4 separate regions of the Mus musculus genome follow, and regions 1, 2 and 3 are each linked to region 4. Evidence: chromatin contacts called from public Hi-C data. All regions are on one chromosome and are shown on one strand. Each heading gives the region's core, a stretch centred on a gene start, on an enhancer-like site or on the middle of the called end of the contact. The rest is flanking DNA. Distances are from core to core; before and after follow the strand shown. Region 1 overlaps Hnf1b (HNF1 homeobox B). Region 2 has its middle 24 kb from the start of Gm38934. Region 3 overlaps Gm12576 (a long non-coding RNA gene). Region 4 overlaps Synrg (synergin, gamma).

Region 1 (2,886 bases), core at 3-2,502, 150 kb after region 4:
CACCTTCCGGGAATGTGTGCAGTTCCGCCTTCGGCGTGGAAGTCAGGAACCCTCAGCTCCTCCCTCCCATGAAACAGAGCATGACCCAGAGAAGAAAGTTTTCCATTTCCTACCCTCACGGTTGGTGTCGTAATCTTCTTGTTGTCTCAAAAGCCCTCTCCCATGCCCTTGTGTTGCCAAAGCCATGAATTGGAGTCTAGGATGGAGGTGGGAGGGGCTAAAGAGGGGTTCAGAGAGACTCGGGGTGACAGGAATCACAATGTCCTATATACATGTGTGAAACTGTCAAAGGACAAATTTGATAAAAGTTAGCTCTCTCTCTGTGTGTGTTTGTGAGAGAGAGAGAGAGAGAGAGAGAGAGACTCAGAACTTTGAACACTCAGATGAGCCTTACTGAGTAGGATAAGGGTTCATCTGGTTGTGGGGCTGTGGTTAGAGGCACAGAAAACTTCAGCAAAAATTGTCATTGACACTGAAGGGACACCACAGCCATTCATGAAATAGTCACTGTACTGGGTGCTTCGTATATGCTATCACACTTCCCCAACAACCCTATTGAGGCTACTCCCATTTTATAGATGAGGAAAGAGAATCAAATAATAATTTGCCCGAGGCTGTACCACTCTGAGGTGCCAGAGCTGAGATTTGAGAGTTGGTAACTGAGCCTTTGAAGTCACTGTTTCTTACTCCAGCCACCACCCCACCCAGCGCACCTGCCCTTAGGTCCTCCCTCCCAGTTCAGAAGTCCCATCTCCTGCCATCCTCTACATCCTGACGCTGTCCTCATCAGGACCAAGGGAGTCAGGAAAGGAGTCGGGGGATTGTTTCAGAGTGAGGTGCTTTCTGGGTTAAAAAAAAAAAAAGGTCTGGTTTTGGAGGCCTTGGAACGGGAAGGATGAATGAACATTTTATCAACACAAATGTCATTGGCAGCCCCAAAACAAACAGCGTCCCACCCGGCTTGCTCCTTTATGAGGCATTCAATCAATAAAATGGGAGCAGGGCTCTGTCAGATTTATTGGCTGGGTTCAAACTGAACACCTCTTCTACCCGCCAAAGGCTGGGTCACCAGCCTACCTTTTGGTTCCTGCTCTGGACAGCCCCCATTTTCCCCGGTGGGGCTACAATGGTTCATTGTTTAAGGCAGGCCTTGTGAGAAGTTGTGTTTGTCTTGCCTCTTATCTTATCAGCTCCAGTGGCCCAGGAGTACTCACCATTTTACTGTCAGGTGAGAGGAGACTGTGGCCTGGGTCCAGGCTGGCTGGGGAGACTTGCTGTAAAACCGACTGGCTGGTCACCATGGCACTGTTACCATGGTGACTGATTGTCGAAGAGGAAGTGACCTCATTGTTTCCCGGCTGGTTGTAGCGCACTCCTGAAAAACAACATGAACCCAATAGGAAAATTAGTGTCACCAGGGCTCCTCGACACTGACTCAGTGCCTCCTGTTTTCAATGGTGGGTGACAAGAAAACAACATTGTTTTCTCCTCCATGTCCACTTGAAAGAACGATCAGCCATCTTCCCTGGGGTGAGGGTGGCGTGGTCTCTACTTTAATTGTAGAATATAAGATTATATATAAATATCATATACAAATCTGTTTTGCCTTTTTGGTTGGGAGCCTTAACCTGTACTAGCTAAGTCACCTCTCCGGCCCCGTGTAAGAGACTTTGGTCTATTTTGGTTTGTTCTTTGTTGTATTGCCAGGGTTTTGGCACTTGATAGTCATTCAGCCAACTTCTATTGAAGGACGGAGGGACGGAAAGGATGGATGGGAAGCAGGAGAAAGAGTTGAACCTTCTGAAGGCATGGGTCTCTCTGAAGGCAGAGGCAGACCAACCCACAAGGGTGAGGCAGATTTCCAATCAGGATAAGGAAGAATTTTCTAGCAAGAAGGGGCAATGGACAGACTTTGGGATTTATAAATGAACAGGGTCCAAGTCCTTCCTTGACTCTGCACCTCTGCCTTCTCCCATGAAACAGAGAGAGTACTGCCTCTCTGGGGCTTCAAGGATTGGAGGCAACCTCTCTCCAGCTCCCAGCATTATGCCAAATACCCCAGGACTGTGAGTGAAGATGCTCGGCAGGGTGAGCTGGTAGTAGGGTAGACCTCAACACATGGATATGAAGATTCTCAAATTCTAGGACTCCCAAAGTCAGACTCTTAACACGGATGGAATGTTCTGGGAGAGAGCAATTTCTAGAAGCTCCTGCTCTGGCAGACTGAGTGCTGCATTGCCCAGGAAGAAGCCCAGGCCTGGCTGCCGCCCTGCTGCTCTTTCCTTTGGAAGTATCTGGACTTCACTCTGATTTCACCTGCATGTTTTGACTCCCCGACCAGCTATTTACCTTCCCAAGATACCCTGCTCCCGAGAGAGCAGTGATAACACTGGGAGTCAGGTGTGTGCTCACCTCCCAGCCTGTCCTCACCATCGATTCGGTCTCAAGTCAAACAGTCTCTGGACTTAGCCTATTTAATTTGGCTGAAGGAAAAGAACCAGCCCTCTGATGATCAAATATAGGTCACAGGGAGGCTTCTCCCCTACCACAGGCTACACAATTATTTATTTTAAAATAATTAACTAAGGATACCCATGGGAAACAAAAGCCTTCCCAAGGTGGTATGGTAAGAGTCCAGAGTCTCTCCTAAGAAGCTAGGCGGCAGAACCCATTTGTTGTGTCCTAGCATTTGTACCAAGCACAGATGGGTCTCAGAAACTTCTCCTTTATGATTTCTGGCTGGGAGCTGGAGGATCCCTGTTTTGATCACAGTTTTGCATTCTAGTACTGGGTGAGTTCCAGTTTCCTTATGTAGAAGCTGAAGGATGTCATGCTATGGCAAGGGGATTTATCAGTGCAGTGTGGAGGGAACTAGGCATAAGGCTT
Region 2 (3,015 bases), core at 221-2,720, 240 kb after region 4:
CACCTCGTGCCAAACTATAATCTGCCCAGAGCTTTCTGTCCGGCCATGATCTGTTTTTCCTTGCCTCTGGCCCCCGAGACCCCAGGTCACTGACGGTATTAGCTTACCGTCCTGATCAAGTGTGATATCTGCAGGACTTTTTTTTTCCTTGTTCCCTGATATTTTCTTCTGCTTGATTCTTTTTCTTTTCTTTTCTTTTTCTTTTTTATTTTTGAGACAGGGTTTCTCTGTGTAGCCCTGGCTGTCCTGAAACTCACTCTGTAGACCAGGCTGGCTTTGAACTCAGAAATCTGCCTGTCTTTGTCTCCTAAGTGCTGGAATTAAAGGCATGCACCACCACTGCCCTGCACTTGCCTGATTTTTATATATTATATCTTATATATTTGATAAATTCTCCAGATATCTTCTCCAGTGAATGGATGAATGAATAAATGAATGAAAATCCTACTGTTCCAGAGCTGTTCCGTTCTTATGAAGTCAAGCTGACCTGACACTTGTGTCATGTGAGTGCAGTTGCCCTCATAGACCAGAAGAGAGCGCTGGATCCCCTGGAGTGACAGGTGGCTGTGAGCCATTGGACGTGGGTCCTGGGAACCCAACTCAGGTACTTTCCCTTATTATCCCCAACACCTGTTCAGGCAAACACTTAAATGTTATTCTGAGCATCTCATGTAAATGAAAACCTACAGTATACGTGGCTGTCTTCTTTGACTTAGCATAGCATTTAATGGCTCACCCACGATATGGAGTATATTGATATTTCACCTTTTCTACAGCCCAATATTATTCCACCGAGTAGACACACATCATGCCGTTCTCTGGTCGCCAGCAGAGCCGCCGTTGCTAGTTAGGGGCTATCCCGAATGCTGCAGCTGTGGGCACTGCTGTACTTGGTCACATCATTTGTTTGGGGTGTCACCTGGAGTTGCTGAGTCATGTGGTGACTGTGTGGAAATTTTGGAGGGACTGCCTGCTGCGCTTTCTTCCTGGCTTTGTGGATTCACACCCAGCATTGTCTTTCCTCGAGTTATGCCGAGCTTCTTCGGTCCATGCTACCTGACCTCCTCTGCATGGCATACCTGGGAGGCTCCTGTGCCTCCTGAGGGGCACCCTCTATGGCCAACACCTCAGTCACAAGGAAGGGAGTTTCAATATCCCAGGGCTCAGGTTACACGGGCAGCAACTACAATGAAGCCTCGAGTGAGAACCCTCAGCTCCTCCCTTCTGTTCGTGCTCCATCTGCTACCTGAGTGCTCCCTAAAGCAAATCTATTTTGCTTTAGGGATACCTACAAGTCTAGTAAGCCTACCGACACTGCCCATGACCTCTCTATGGGCTCACCATGCTGAGCGTCACAAGCTAACCCACCAGAGGCCATCCGCTTGGCTAAACCTCCCTGCCTTGGGTTAGGCCACTCCCTCCTCAAATGTGATTTCCTCCCTTTCCTAGTCAGGAAGAACAGCCTGACTGGCTTTCCTCTTGTGCTGGCCTGGGTCCAGCCCTCACCACCCTCATCTGGGAGTGCCTCTTGGCTTGAACTGGCTTAGCGTTCACCTTTGAATCTGAGTGATAGCCATGTGTGGAATTTCAAATGTGGTAAAAGCAAAAATAAAGTCCCAAGCTTGGAAAGAGCGTTCTTTATATGTTAATTTCCCCCACATCTGGGTTTCACATATGTACAGTAGCAAAGCCATGTAGGAGACAGTATAAGATAGAGAAGCCTCCAAGACCTGAATTCCATTCCCGCTGTCCCCTTGGTGAGCTTGGTCATGAGGGCTACCATCTCCCCTCCGAGGCCTCGGTGCTCGTCGATACGAGGGGGTGTTGTATTCCTTTCCAATTCACTCAACAGACTCTTGCCAGGACCTGTTCAGGCGAGGAAAGGCCAACAAGACAGGAAGTGACTTATATCCAGCAGGGAGGGCCACAGATAAGCAGGCAGGTGACCATAAAAGAGTGGTAAAGCGTGTTCTGAAAGATGGGGCTAGCAAGGAGAGTACGTTTTCCCTCCATCGGGAGTTTTCAAGCCAGTACTGAGCATCCAGTGGTAACTACCCCAGCAAATGGGGCCAAGCAGAAAAGGGTCCAGGAAGAAAAGCCTGCAACCTAGGAACAAGGGACATCCCGGAGACGGAAGGATGGTGTGAATACCACGGACAATCGCTGAAGCTCTTAGGGCTTCCCTTCCATGTCAACCTCAGTTCATGTGCTGAGAGATCCAAATGCCTACTGAAGAGTTACGTGCTGGGTGTGGACCTGTGATCCCAATACTGTGGAGGCTAAGGCAGGACGGTTGAGAACGGAACTCCAGCCCGTGCATTTGGTGACAGCTCATCTCAAAACAAAACCTACCCCCTAAAAACAAACAAAAAACAAGAGACACAAATAATGGAGCTAGAGAGGAGGCTCAGCAGTTAAGAGCATTTGCTGTTCTTACAGAGAACCTGGGCTTGGTTTCCAGCACCCACATCAGATAGGTCCCAATGCTCTCCCCAGTTTCAGGGGATCCAAGACCCTCTTCTGGCCTCGGGTATCTGCACACATGTGCACACACAAGCAGGCAGATATATACTGATTTTCCAGGACAAAGACTACATCAGGGGTTCATAAATTCTCCAGAAGGTTCTGCAACACACTAACCAACCCTTGTGGCGTGTTCTGAAGTCTGAGACGTCGCTGTAAGTAGAAACAGTAATACAACTATTATAAAACTCCCAAAGGCAACACACCTCAGACCACTCAACTCAGAATCTGTGAACTGCCATAAGTCATTGAAGTTGTCCCAGGTGACTTCAACGTTAAGCCTGCTCCTCACCCTTGTTTCTAATGAGAACTGGATACCCACCCCCACCCGACTCCACTCCACCCTACTCATGTCCAGTCTAAATGACTTTGTGATCTCTGTCTCCACCTGCTGGCCATTATACCAAACTGCAGGAGTTCAACTGTGCTATCTGTAGATCCAAGACCTTGCAACTTTTTAAAAAAGTTTGCTAAATGGATAAAAAAAAGAAT
Region 3 (3,008 bases), core at 505-3,004, 210 kb after region 4:
ATAAATACATAATTGTATAGTCATATTTAAATAATATTGACTATAAATTATTTCATACAATAATTTTGTTGGATTACAAAAATAAGATGACACCGAAGAACTATAACATGGTACAAACTTGGGAAGGACTGAAGTTTCTACATCTGGGGGAAAGAAGTTGGAGATATTAACACTACACTAATATTTCAAAGAAGTTGGAGATATTAATATTATACTAATATTTCAAAGAAGTTGGAGATATTAACACTACACTAATATTTCAAGGGTTCTTTACCTAAGGTAGTGAGGGGGACAAGAAGTAGAATGGAGGGTTTCCAAACTGAAAGGAAATAAAGTGAGTAAGATTTTATTGTTAAAGTGGAAAGAGAGACATGGACCAAAGAAGTAAAGATTAAAATAAGTAGAGGCTGGAAGGAAGGCTCAGTGGTTAAGCGCAATGGATGCTCTTCCAGAGGACCCAAGTTTGATTCCCAGCTCCCATATGTTGGCTCACAAAGATCTTTAACTGTAGTCCTACCCTCTTTGGGCAACCTTGGGAACCAGGCACAGATATGGTGTTCAGATATACATGTAGGCAAAGCAAAGCTCTCATACGTGTTAAATCAATCAATCAATCAATCAGTCAATCAATCAATCTTTTTTTAAAAAAATATTAAAATGGATTCCACTAATGGAGACAATTCTAATCGGATGAAACCTGACATTTCTGAGCTCACACTTAGTGTCAGACTCTATGCTGGGATAGAAAAGATAAACAACTTCTTCCCTAAGCTCAGTCTAGCTGGGGACAACTAGAAGTGATGTGTCATGAGAGGGCAAGCAGTGCCTGGAGGCTGGGGGTGGCACACAGGGAGGAAGCCAGGGATGGCTTTCTGAAGATGGTGAGACCTTTGCTTCATCCTGAAGGATGAGTGAGAAGTCAGAAGAAATAGCACGTACCAGGCCGGCGTGACAGCTCAGCTCGTGACAAAGGCATGGAACAGGGCCCAGTCTGCTCACAGTCTTCTTTTGTTACGGATGAGGAGTTTGAAGCTCCAAAAAGGTAAGGAGACTGCCCCAGGGGTCGCCCTGCTAATTGGTAGCAGAACTGGAATCTGTCCTAAAGACTCATTCACACACACACACACACACACACCCCTCAGAAGGCCCCCCAGTGCCTTAGGTTTGCTCCAGAAGGGCTAGAGACTGCATGGTGTTGAGGTTTCAGAAGACTTTGAGGAGGTACTGCCTGTGGGTGTGGGTGCTGGATCTGTCTCTGGCCTGTGCCAGGCTGGAGCAGAGCCAGGAACCCGGGCAATTTTCAAGACTGAGCTGCCTGGCTCACCCCAAGGAAGCCTCTGCCTCCAGCCACCTCACCGACGCTGGGTTTAATCATTAACTCCAGGTTCACAGGGCTGAAGCTGGAGTGCACAGGGTCTGGGGAGCAGCCTGGGTCTCCAAGGAGCCAGGAGAAAGATGGCTCAGGAGGAGAAGAAGGGGGCAAAGTTTAGAATGCGCTTGCTCATCCCTGAATGGATACACCCTGAGCACAGGGACAAGGTTCTGATTGTGACTGTCGATTTTGCTGGAGTTTAAACAGTGGTTTTTGTAAGCTTGATTTCAGGGCATCCATTCAATGTTCATTGAACGTTGTACTTCTGTCTGCTGCAGCCTTCATCCTGTGGGATAAGAATTTACTTCTATGAGCATTAAATGTAGCTCATAGAGAGCAGGACTCTTTCTTCCCATCAGCCTCAGTGCCTGGCACAGCCTGGAATATGATCAATGCTGATTAAATATTTGCTGAGTGAATGAAACCCAACTCTGCCTAAAAGTATTTTTAAATGTCCCCTTTAGAAAAGAAATGGGCACTAATTTTTTACTATTACTATTATTATTATTACTATTATTATTATTGAGACAAAGTCTGACTCTGTAGCCCAGGCTGCCTTGGAGCCCTTAGCAACTTACCTGCTTCAGCTCTCCAAGACTGGGGTTACACAGATGAAACATCATACTAACTTGTTTTTATTTTTATTTTTTTGAGGCAGAGTATCACTACATTGCCCAGGTTACAGTCAAACCTGCTACTCTCCTGCTTCAGTTTCTTCAGTGTTGGGACTACACGTTTGCACCATCAAGCCAAACGGCTGATTTTATTTAAAAAAAAACAAAAACAAAAACAAAAACAAAACTTCAATAGAGCAGGACATGGTGGATCATTCTTTTTATCCTAACACTCAGGAGACAAAGGCAGGTGGAGCTCTGTGAGTTCAAGGCCAGTCTCGTCTACATAGAGAGTCCCAGGCCAGCCAGGGGCACAGTGAGACCCTGCCAAACAAACAAACAAACAAACCAGCAGCAATAGTAAAAAGTTCAGTGGAGGTTTGCACTTGTATAGTAGCCGAGTCTAGGTGAAGTCCCCTGGTCTCAAGCAGGTGGCAGTCTTCTCCCCTTTGTCCCTAACGTCTGAGAAAAGACAGAGTATGGCTGAAACTGCTTAAGCGTTCTCCAGACACGGGTGTTATTCAAGCACGAGGCCACATTTGACTGCGGAAAAGAAAGCCCCATGGGGCAATAAAGGTAACTGCCCCTTGTCATTTCTGGGATCTTGCAATGGGAAAGACTGTTAGCAGAAATACTGCTCTGACCTGGGAGTGCAATCGCTTAAAAGGTATTTGTGTATTCTGCCAAAGCAAAAGTCCAAAACCAGACAAACAAACACCACCTTCCGTTTGAGAAGTAAGATGCAGGTGGCAACAAGACTTCTATCTCAGGCTGATTCACCTACTTCCTGGTGGGTAGATACGGCCACATCTTCTTCACATGGTATTTGTGAGGACTTAATGGCTGAATGGCATGGGAAACCCTTGGCAGCTAGAAGATGCTCACACACAGTGCAGATGCCTTCTGTCTCTTGAAAGTAAGATCATCTCCTAGAACCAGGTATGGAGATATAGTCCGCTCCCGGAAGCCATGTGAACGTGGGCATCAGGTCAGAGTTGAGGCTCGCTCTGCTGATGGGGCCT
Region 4 (2,802 bases), core at 136-2,635:
CTCCATGTCTTCTTTTTAAAACTCTGGACAAGGGCTGGAGACATGGCTTATCGGCTAAAGAGCATTGGCTGCTGTTCCCAGAGGACAAAGGTTCAATTCCCACACCCACGTGGGAACTCACAGCTGCCTATAACAATAGTTCCATTGGACCCAGCACCCTGGCACAAATATACATGCATGCAAAACACTAACACACATAAAATAAAAATAAATCATTAAAAAAATTAAAAATCCTGGACACAAGTGATGCTTGGTGTGAAAACTTGGAGAGACTGGGATGAGGAAGTTGTCTTGGGGGATGAACTAGTTCACATAGTGACAGGGCACAGGTGATACAGACGGGGCTATGCATTTGTCAAACTCAGCAGAAGGGCAGCCACTCAACTCATGGTGCAATGCTACTGAAGTTTTTACATTTTACTGTGTGTGAACTCAAAAGTGGCCTGGAGTGACAGAGCAGAGCCTAGAAGGCAAGTTCTTTGCATGAACAGTGGCAGGACCCAGGAGCCTGGGAGTTGGAGAAGATGAAGGGAAATGGGTCCTACTGCCCCCAGTGACAGAACGAAGGGGGATGCTTGCCAGTCATTCCTCACCCTGCATGGAAGGACAGATGCAGGATGAGCTTGGACAATGCTCTGAGGCTTCAGGGACACTTTCACTTCTAAGAGCTCAGGGCTTTCTGATCCAGTCAGCTTTCTCCAGCAAGGCCAGCAGAGCAGGGCTGACTGGAAGGAAGGATAGAGACCTAGCTTTCAATGCTCACCGAGGACTGACTCCCACTAAAACAAGGAACCCTCAACTCTAAATGCCAAGTGGGAGGCCCGTACATTGTGCCGCCATCTTGAGAGGTATGTCAAGGGCAGGTCCAGACCTGAGGCTCACAGTGCGCATGACAAGCTCCTGGGGCTTTTCTCGTTAACATTATTCTCAAGCTTTCATCCCCAGCAAAAGCTTTGCATAGCTTTGGTGTTCCCACCTCATCATCCTTTTCAGGATAGGAAGACACACAGAGCATGCCTGACGCCTCTCGCACTTCCCTGCCTCAGGACAGGAAGATGGCAGAGGAAAGAAGTCAAGTTGCTGTGTAGATTAAATGCACATGAAAACCCTGATGCACAGTTTGGCCAATTGGATAACCCAGACGGCTGAAGGAGAAGTGGCCACGGCACCAAAGGGGGTTTTGGGAAAGGGCTTGAGTATATGAAAAAATTTTCTACCAGAGCAAAGATTTACTTCTCACTACAAATGCAACAAGTATCCACTAAAGAGAACGACAAAATACTTATAATAAACATGAGATTTTATCATTAAGCACAACCCACTGGCAGCCTGCCTCCTAGCCATGTGTTGATAGGTCTGTTATTTCACAAGTGCTTCCTGACAAAATGCCCAGAACACCCTGACTGAAGGGCCGCATGTGTTACTTCACCAGCTCTAGCTTTCAGGAGGTTTCCCATTTTTCTCTTTTATCTGAAGGACAGTGCTCTGCACTTTGCTAGCTTCTGGTGATTTTACGTTTAGAGCAAGTAGAGAAGTTTACTCCAAAGCGCAATGATTCTGGACGTATGAGTCCCCTGACACACTTGGTGCTTACAGGGCTGCCTCTCAAGTACTGGGCTCAGAGGTGCCAGAAGTCCTTCCTGATGTTGCTGGCAGCAGTAACCAAGCTTTCCCTGACGATCAGGTTTATCTTTATGCTGTGAACACAGTGATCCATGGAAGTCAGCACAGTGGAAGATGGGTGACAGCCAGGGGGAGGACCAGCATCCACAGATCACCATGTCATTCCTGTCTGCCAACACAAGGAGATCAGCAGTCTCAAGCTCCCACCAGAGCTAGCCGAGCTCTCAATGCCACGCCTCCTCTGCTATGATGGACACCATAGTCAGGGAGCCAAACACCCCTTCTTCCGATGAAGCATCTTGTTAGAACAACAGGAAAAGAAAGTAATGAGGAAAGCATCACGAGACCCGGAGAGAGGTGGGCCGAAGGCACCCACCCAGGAAGGGCTGCACTGAAGGGCACTAGGGACGCCTTCTGGGGAGAACTATGCAGAACTCAGCATGAGAGCAGCCTCGTTCAGCAACAGGAAAGCTCTGCACTGAGCTAAGGCTTTGGAAGACCATGGAGGCCCACTGCAGGATTTTAAATGGGATTTAAATGAAACAGTCAGATCTATGGTTTACGAGGACCAGTCAGGTAGTTGCACAAAGAATAGACTGATAAAGGCTTTTTTAAAAAAGAGAAAGAAAGAAAAGAGCTAGGTAGGGGTGTGTGGCTCAGTAGCAGATAACTTCTCTAGCCTTCATGGGCCTTGAGGTCCATCCTTAGCACTGACAAAGGAAAAAAAAAAACCTAACCAAACCAAACAAAGCAAACAAACCAGGGCAGTGCTATCTCTCTGGCCCTTCACTTTACTTTAATGATGCAAAACCAGAAGCAATGAAACGATAGTGAGGTTTGCTGTTTAGGACACAACGGGCAGCCAGGGACCACCAGGCTGTCAGCTGAGAGCACTAAGAATTCCTCCCTTCTGCTCAGAGGGTCGCAGGTTAACTGGAGGACTAGTAAATGACTTAGAATACAGCCAGGCCTCTCATGAACTTAAATGCTTCCTGGAAAATGCTGCAGCAGCCATGCGGACTGCATGCATGTGTGCGCACTCTGGCCTTCTTCATCGGCTTTGGTAGATTGCAACACCCAGAGGGGATCTAGTCATTTGTTTATTCAGAGTAGAGCTACTCATAACATGGAGAAAAATGAGTCCAAGGAAAATAATTATAGTGGTGAACGGACGGTCAC

What was found. A called contact is a pair of places that touch in the nucleus more often than the background predicts.
Region 1: a contact with region 4 is called in a Hi-C map of liver, with 5 times the contacts expected there. The contact joins two enhancer-like sites. A contact is called at or near these places in 2 of 484 Hi-C or Micro-C datasets (both in liver), 2 of 115 datasets of contacts at active chromatin or transcription factors (embryonic stem cells and pancreatic cancer cells) and 2 of 9 other capture datasets (adipose tissue and liver).
Region 2: a contact with region 4 is called in a Hi-C map of uterus, with 4 times the contacts expected there. The contact joins two enhancer-like sites. A contact is called at or near these places in 2 of 39 promoter capture datasets (the C10 cell line and embryonic stem cells), 6 of 15 datasets of contacts at CTCF or cohesin (the NIH/3T3 cell line, embryonic stem cells, large pre-B cells and 2 more), 68 of 484 Hi-C or Micro-C datasets (3T3-L1-derived adipocytes, the AML12 cell line, B cells and 39 more), 13 of 115 datasets of contacts at active chromatin or transcription factors (the HPC-7 cell line, the NIH/3T3 cell line, astrocytes and 6 more) and 4 of 9 other capture datasets (adipose tissue, embryonic stem cells, liver and 1 more).
Region 3: a Hi-C map of liver shows a contact between it and region 4, with 2.3 times the contacts expected there. The contact joins two enhancer-like sites. A contact is called at or near these places in 3 of 15 datasets of contacts at CTCF or cohesin (the NIH/3T3 cell line and embryonic stem cells), 23 of 484 Hi-C or Micro-C datasets (B cells, the C2C12 cell line, the F1.1 cell line and 13 more), 11 of 115 datasets of contacts at active chromatin or transcription factors (the HPC-7 cell line, the NIH/3T3 cell line, differentiating embryonic stem cells and 5 more) and 2 of 9 other capture datasets (adipose tissue and liver).

Annotation. Positions count from the first base shown.
Region 1 is chr11:83,881,142-83,884,027 of GRCm38.p6, reverse strand. It overlaps Hnf1b (HNF1 homeobox B), which reads right to left. Exons shown (of 9, transcript NM_009330.3): 5 at 1,215-1,375. It overlaps Gm51869 (a long non-coding RNA gene), which reads left to right. Exons shown (of 3, transcript XR_003949580.1): 2 at 1-120; 3 at 1,191-1,274. Among named protein-coding and RNA genes, the nearest start is that of Gm51869, 9.9 kb to the left of the region's middle. Within about 2 kb of position 1,252, at least 51 of the 459 cell types and tissues checked have an H3K27ac peak or open chromatin away from gene starts, as enhancers often do. A contact at or near this core is called in liver, where this site is marked.
Region 2 is chr11:83,785,451-83,788,465 of GRCm38.p6, reverse strand. No RefSeq gene overlaps it. Among named protein-coding and RNA genes, the nearest start is that of Gm38934, 24 kb to the left of the region's middle. Within about 2 kb of position 1,470, at least 30 of the 459 cell types and tissues checked have an H3K27ac peak or open chromatin away from gene starts, as enhancers often do. A contact at or near this core is called in adipose tissue and uterus, where this site is marked.
Region 3 is chr11:83,818,342-83,821,349 of GRCm38.p6, reverse strand. It overlaps Gm12576 (a long non-coding RNA gene), which reads left to right. Exons shown (of 4, transcript XR_388929.3): 3 at 907-1,042. Among named protein-coding and RNA genes, the nearest start is that of Gm38934, 8.8 kb to the right of the region's middle. Within about 2 kb of position 1,754, at least 39 of the 459 cell types and tissues checked have an H3K27ac peak or open chromatin away from gene starts, as enhancers often do. A contact at or near this core is called in liver, where this site is marked.
Region 4 is chr11:84,027,399-84,030,200 of GRCm38.p6, reverse strand. All of the region lies in intron 18 of Synrg (synergin, gamma), which reads right to left. Among named protein-coding and RNA genes, the nearest start is that of Dusp14, 40 kb to the left of the region's middle. Within about 2 kb of position 1,385, at least 23 of the 459 cell types and tissues checked have an H3K27ac peak or open chromatin away from gene starts, as enhancers often do. A contact at or near this core is called in adipose tissue, liver and uterus, where this site is marked.